Regions from separate parts of the Athene noctua genome. Here region 1 is linked to region 2. A link is a contact called in public Hi-C data. All regions are on one chromosome and are shown on one strand. Each heading gives the region's core, a stretch centred on a gene start, on an enhancer-like site or on the middle of the called end of the contact. The rest is flanking DNA. Distances are from core to core; before and after follow the strand shown. Region 1 holds the start of CLUL1 (clusterin like 1). Region 2 holds the start of THOC1 (THO complex subunit 1).

The links. Hi-C and Micro-C count contacts between places; a contact is called where the count stands out from the background.
Region 1: a contact with region 2 is called in a Hi-C map of liver, with 6 times the contacts expected there. The contact joins the promoter of CLUL1 here to the promoter of THOC1 in region 2. A contact is called at or near these places in 2 of 2 Hi-C or Micro-C datasets (heart and liver).

The regions. Positions count from the first base shown.
Region 1 is chr2:53,052,440-53,055,911 of bAthNoc1.hap1.1, reverse strand. CLUL1 (clusterin like 1) reads right to left here and starts at 1,455. Exons shown (of 9, transcript XM_074899121.1): 1 at 1,321-1,455; 2 at 296-405. The coding sequence starts at 398.
Region 2 is chr2:52,879,318-52,882,711 of bAthNoc1.hap1.1, reverse strand. It overlaps THOC1 (THO complex subunit 1), which reads left to right and starts at 1,876. Exons shown (of 22, transcript XM_074897755.1): 1 at 1,876-2,036; 2 at 2,812-2,885; 3 at 2,991-3,051. The coding sequence starts at 1,944.

The DNA.
Region 1 (3,472 bases), core at 206-2,705, 170 kb before region 2:
TTCAGTTTATGGTCTAATGATCTATGAGGGACAAAATAACCTATAAAAATGCTATAAATACTTTTTTGTAAGAGCATGTCTATCTCTTAATCACTTTACTTTCTCATCCTGGTTGTTCTTATTTCCCCATTGTGTGTGTGGATGCATGTAGTCAGCTATATAACGGTTTCTAAGCTCCACACATGAATGCAGATCTTCTTGACGCCAGTGAATGTGGAAGTCAAAATGCACCAGGACACTGGAGACCTGGGGCCAGGGGCTTCCAGCACACCCCTAATAAGAAAAGCATACATACGCTTCAGGTTCTCCCAGGAATTAATTTCTTCCTGCCTTGTTGGTGCACACTGGTGACCATTCAGCCATAGCACGTATATTATAAATAACCAAGAGGACTTCATGTTCTTTCTGTTAAAGAAGCAGGTCAGTGCAGTTAAATATAAGTATCTTCATGATGCTCAAATGCCTAGGTGTAATGTTTACTAAGTATTATACAAGTTTCCATTAATTTTGACTTTAACTATGTTTTTTGAGATCTATAATATGCATCTAAATGCTACTGTTAGTGAAAACACATGAGTAAGAAGCTTGACCTCATTTGTAATTATCTATTCAGACTAACTAGATGAATTCCACTGAGTTTGCACAGTGGTGTAAGAGAATCAGGACATATATATTTAAAATGAAAAGCTTGTGTGGTTGTCTATCCCTTTTCTGCCATGTGAAACACACTATTTATTGATTTCACGCTATGTTCTTAGTTCATATTGTAAATGCATCTATGCTAAACATTATTTCCAAATTTAGAAAGGGATATTTCTGGAGTGTTGTTCCCTTTCTTGTCTCCAAACATACAATTTATTTCATTGTCCTTCAGTATAACACATAATATAGCAGATGCAATAATAGGTGTGCCAAGAAATTGGCAGTTGGATCAGTTTTGTAAACAAACACATCAGGAACTGAAAGAAATTCCTACAAAATAAGGGAAAGAAATGCCATTTGCTTTATTCCCCCTGCAAAAGCAGTTAGAGGAGAAGGGTTTATTTTCTAGAATCCATGCAACTACACTTTATAGTTCTCATCTGATTAAGTGAACACAGTATTTAAGTACCTTCATGTTAGCCATTATAGCCCTCTTGGAGATGCAGTTATCAGCTGCAAGTGCGTATGTAAATTTATTTTAATTTATTTATACCCTGGATTTACTTATATAATTACTTGCATATTGTACCTTTACATTTATAGTGAAAGACCAATTAACTTTGCAAAGAAATACAAACCCATTACCAAAGAAAAGTAAAAAAACCCCAACATACTTACCATTAATACCGAAATACCTCCTCTGCAAAATTGCTCCCCGCGTCAGGAAGGGGTCGGGTTGTGTTCTGATCTAATTGCTGGGACTGTCACGGATTTTGCCATGTTCTAATTATCTGATGAGAAAGTACTTAATCCTATTAACGGGACGTTTTGTCATTAGGCTGGAGGGTTTTGCTGTATGGGACTTCATGCTCATCTCTGTGGGCAAACCACTAGGGGGAGCGTTGGGCAGAACCATATGATTTAATGCAATTTGGATCTGCTATTTCTCTGTAGTCGGAGGCCTTTCGTTTTACCGGCTTTTCCATCATCTTGCTCTTTACCTTAGGAGACATTTGCAGCTTATGTTCTTAGTGATTCTGTTACAATCAGTTTGTCTAAAAATAGCTTCCACCATTTAATCTCTTCAGCATTGTTTTAATTTGCTATAAAATCCACTGGATTATGTAATGACTTTCTTCATATACCTTCTGAAAACACAGAAATAAAAAAAAAAAAAAAATCAGGATTCCAGATGCAGGCTGGTATATGAGTAGAGTCTGAAATGAGATAAGCAAATTTGGGCATTTTATACATCATTATACTTGCTAGTATTTGGGGGTTTGCCCTCTTAATTATTTTCTTCAGTTAATCCATGTGTATGAAATATGTCTGGGATCTGACCAGGGTGAAGTTTTGGATACTTTGTAATGAGATATTTAAATACTAACAGATGCTTGATAGAAAATGTGGACGAGTACTGTTAGCAAATCATATCCCACCTTGTGATGTTCAGCAGTAATACTCCCTTGAAGTCAAACAGGAGATGGGGAAGTAGATGCCTGTAGCTGATGGTCTGTAACAGCAGTTTTAAAACATCCCATTCTTTTTTGTTTACCTCATAGTTCATAAAAGCCAACTGATGATTGATGGTTAAGATCTAACATGATTAATGCTGCTTAGGCAAGGTATTTGAAGGTTTTGTTTTTAAAAATGTTATCAGGAAGAGTGAAGAACCTGTTAAGTGTAATGGGAAATGCAAGTCCTCAATTTGCATTAAAAATTAAGGTAGCTCCACTCTTATTTTCTGAAAATTATGGATGGAAGGGAAATATGTATTTTGTTTTAATATATATGAATTGCTGGCTCACTGAAATGCTAACTCCTTGATCAAGACTCATCACTACACCAGACCTTTCAAAGTTCTCTTCTGAGGCAATACCAAACAGGCGCCCTTGCAGACTTCACAATCCCCTGACTAGACTGTTTATTAAGCGCCCCTGGGGCTTGGGCTGAAGTAGAAGGGGCAGTCTCTCTCTCTGGGCCTCAAGCTTGGCTCAGGTTTGAGGGTAAATGGAAAATACATTTGCACAAAGGAAGACAATCTATTACAGACACTTTTGAAATGCATGTTACTGGCCCACGAGTGTCATGAATCCTAGCAAAGACTTTGACCTTTCACTGCAAGGGTTTGCCCCTTCATTTTTGACATTTATCTTTGCTAATATTCGTTTACTAGCAAAAGTTACTGTTGGCCTTTCTGGACTTGACTCAATATAGAGAAAGCTTTACTCGATCCAGAGCAAAAAAGGCAATTTCAACGCATCACCCATAGTTCACAGGAATTTGCAAGAAAGCAGACAGCCTCTGCCCTGCAGGGAGGGAGAACAGCTCTCCTGCCCCAGGGTGGAGAGGCTGGAGGCTGCTTCTGGCACAGATCCCAATGCTTATTTTCAAAATTGCCCATCTTCTGAATGTGGGGCTTTCTGGTCAAACACACTGTTGTACCTTGCAAAGCCAGTCCTTAAGGAAAATCTGTACAGAAGCTAATGCTGAGATATGGAGTTCTGCTGGGTGTCAGGCTCCTTTTCTTAATTCAGTTGATCATGAACATTGCAAAGTGTGTTGCATTGTCTTAGATGTTATTCCTCACACTTTATTATAGCCACCATGTAACCACAGGGCATTACTAGATATATTTCTTTTTACAAGAACACCAAATCCTAGTTCTTTGCTCTCATGTTATTTCATGGATATGTAATGGCTGAAAGAGGAGGTCTAAGGAACCTCAGGACAAAATTGTCTGGAGTTAGTATGCCTGTTAATCTTGGGCTTAAACTTAATCTTTGAAGTGCACTTAAGAACCTAGCACTCCATTCCTGAAAGGCAGTTA
Region 2 (3,394 bases), core at 627-3,126:
ATCCCTGAATTATCCACACTGTTTCCAGAACAAATCCAAAACATAGCCCCCTCCTAGCTACTATATTGAAAATTAACTCTACCCCAGCCAAAACCAGCACACATGCGTTAAGAGATCTTCCCCTCACAGAGCCCCCAGGGTTTCTGGCAGTGCTCCTCGCCCAGTGAATTGGGACTGGCATGTCTCTACATACGAGGGGAAGAAGCCTACCTTCATCAAATAACATAGCTTTTTCTTCCAGGGGTTAAAGAAACCCACTCAGTGTTGCAACACAGATGTGCTGTGTGGAGGAATTTAGATTTAAGGGCAGTCACACACCCAGGAACACGGTGACAGTCTAAACAGACTTAGACCGGTTTGTTTAGTGCTAGTCACACACCTTGAGAGCCATTTATCACCAGAATGGGCTGGGCAGGATCAGCCAGCCATAGCTGGCTTTTTAGTGATGGTGATTGCTTAAGAAATTTCAACACTGGTAAGAAAAAAGGTGTGTGGGGGGGGTTGTGTTTGGTTTGGGACGTTTTCTTCCAGCAGGAAAAGAAGGTCAAATCCCTTTGCTTTGACAGCAAAAAGTAAAGCAGAAGTGGTGGGAGAAAACAGTATCTCCAGTCAGTTTCGTGGTGCCCTTGAGAGTCCTAGGAGAAGGCTGATGAAGAATATATTTGGTTTATGGCTGAACACCACACAGCAAGGGTTCCCAAATCATAGCTGCAAGCTTGGACATGAGAATGGAAGACAAGGCATCCCAAGCCTGGAAATGAACCGTCAAAGAGCCAAGTTTGGGAACCACCATTATTTAGGCTAGCTAGAAGAAGTGGTCTTTAAAGGAGCTGGGCCAGAAAAAATATGAATTCCACAATAAACATTTGTTTATTTTTGCAGGACATTTGCCAGTGAAGCAATGATTAAGCTTCCATTAAAAGAGACTCGGGAGGAGGTATCTGTAGGATATTGTTCAACCTGTGAACTGCTGGCGCTGAGGTGATTTTACTGACGATATGAAAATTCCTTATTATTCTTCCTTCAGTGATACTTTGAAGATGGTGGTAGATCGTGGCTTTGCAGTTGTTGAAGGTTGAACTTTTAGAACAATGTAGCAATATTATGCTGAGATCAAGAAAGAAAGTCAAAGGCATCCCTAATCAGAAGAAGAAGTAAATTGCCTTCTTTGAGCAAGGACATCCTGGAGCAATTAGATCTTGAAAAGGGTACATTGCCAACTTGGCAAGCAAGGTCCATGCATCCTTAGCTGAACTACTCTCATTGTAATACTAATAATTATGTCTATAGGTCCAGAAGACCCTTGCCCAGGTGAAGACCCTGCCCCTGAGCATGCATCGTAGTAGGACTATTGTGTCAGCAGTATTATAATTGCATGTAAATTACTAAGCAATCATCACAGAGAGGATGGACTTGGAGAATTACTAATTTCTTCAAGTTTTGTGTATGAATACAGCACGACAAGTCCCTCTGGTGTGTCTGATTCGTGGGAAGCCACCGAGCACCTGGGCTTGCACAACCCTAAAATAAATAAGCAGCGTCTCTCCTGGCTGTGTGATTATTGACCTAGTGCACATCGGGCGACGAACCCACTTTTCGGACAACACGGTGGCTAGAAGAACCCCCTCCGCATCCGTCACTCCGCCACACGTAAACCTTTTAAAGCCGTTTTCACTACGACAGCAGCCCACAACCAAACGCCGCGGCCTGACGCTGCCTCCCCCTCTCCCGCCTCCATCCACGGAGGCCGCCCCGCGCGCATGCGCCCCCGCGCGCGCTCCGGCGGGAGGAGAGAGCGAGGCTCCGGCGGGGGGCGGGGTGGAGGAGGCGTGGCCTAGCGGAGGAGGCGTGGCCTAGCGGGGAAGAGGCGTGGCCTATCGGGGAGGAGGCGTGGCCTCTCGGGACGTTGTCAGAGCCGTTGGGGGCAGAGCCGTTGTGGGAGCATGGCGTCATCGGCGCGCGCTGCGGAGCGTCGTTCCGTTGGAGCAATGTCGCCGCCGCTCTTCAGCCTGCCCGAGGCGCGGCTCCGCTTCACGGTGAGGCCGGGCACGAGCGCGGGCGGGCCGGCTTGGAGGCTCCTCTCCCTCGCTACCGCGCGGAGGGGGACGGGGCGGGAGGCAGGCTGCGCCTGCGCGCCGGGGTAGGGCTCTGCCTCAGCGGGCGCCGCCCGCCCCCTGCCCTTCCGCAGGCCCGGCCAGGGCTCCCCCTCCGGAGGGGCTCGGCCTCTCCTTTAGCGGGCGTTCAGGGCAGGCCACGTGAAGTTGGGCGACGGGGCTTCGTACAGGCTCGGTCTAGCTCGCCAAGGGGAGGCTCTGCTGTTCAGTTAACTAAAATTAACGTAAAATAAAAAATACGGTGTAACCGCCGCAACAAAACGACCGTAGCAACGCGCTTGTCTCTTTTGCGCCTCTCGCTTTTCCGTTGCTAGGGCAGGTGGCAGGTGGGGTTGGATGCGCACCCAGGCCTCTGGATCCCGGCCTCTTGCAGCCTCGTTTGTTGGGCAGGAGGATGGGATTTGCACAGAAGGAGTCGAGGCACAGAAACTTGCTCCATTAGGTGGATTTTGTTACAGGATGTAGTAATCTTTCCCACCATCTTCTTATCGGGTGTCATGTTCCAAATCACTTTAACCTGCCTGTGAGGCGGGGGCAGTTGTGGGGGGGTGACTTGAGACTGTTGTAGATACAGCATTGGTCACAACAGTGTATTCCTCCGTGTTTCGCTTAAAAATACTACTGCTGTCAGAGGAAGGAGGAGATCCTTCTGGTTTTGTACTGGTTTTCTGACTTCTCTTTCTTTACATTTTGGTAGACATCCACCAGAGAGGCTCTGAATAACAAAAGTATCAAGCCATTGTTGAACGCATTTAACCAGATTCCTGGGAGGTAGGTAAATGTTGCTTGGTTTTAAAAGGTGCCTATTCAGATAATTTTTAGTAATCTTGTCCTTAGTATTCGTTATTAACTGATGTGGAATGTTTGCATTTGCAGTGAAAATGAAAAGAAGTGTACCTTGGATCAAGCATTTAGAGTTATTGTAGAAGAAGAAATAGTAAGTACTTTAAACTGCTACAGTTTATCTCTTACTAAAACTCAAATTTCTATTTTTAAGTTAATATATTAATTTAACAGCAACTTACTTTAGTATAATACTGTTTATTAAAAGCATGAATTGTGTAGAAGTTACCTGATTAAGATCAAATATAGATGATAGATTGGTAGGTAGGACAGCATGGCAGTATTTTACAGATAGCACACTGTAGTGAAAGGTGTTGGTTTAGCCTTTTCCAGCATGTAATGCTTATGAAAATCTGCCACATCTTAAAAATTCTAGTTCATAAATATGCATTATTCTACAGTTATAAGAGTGGGGTGGAGTGGGTTATCTGGTACTA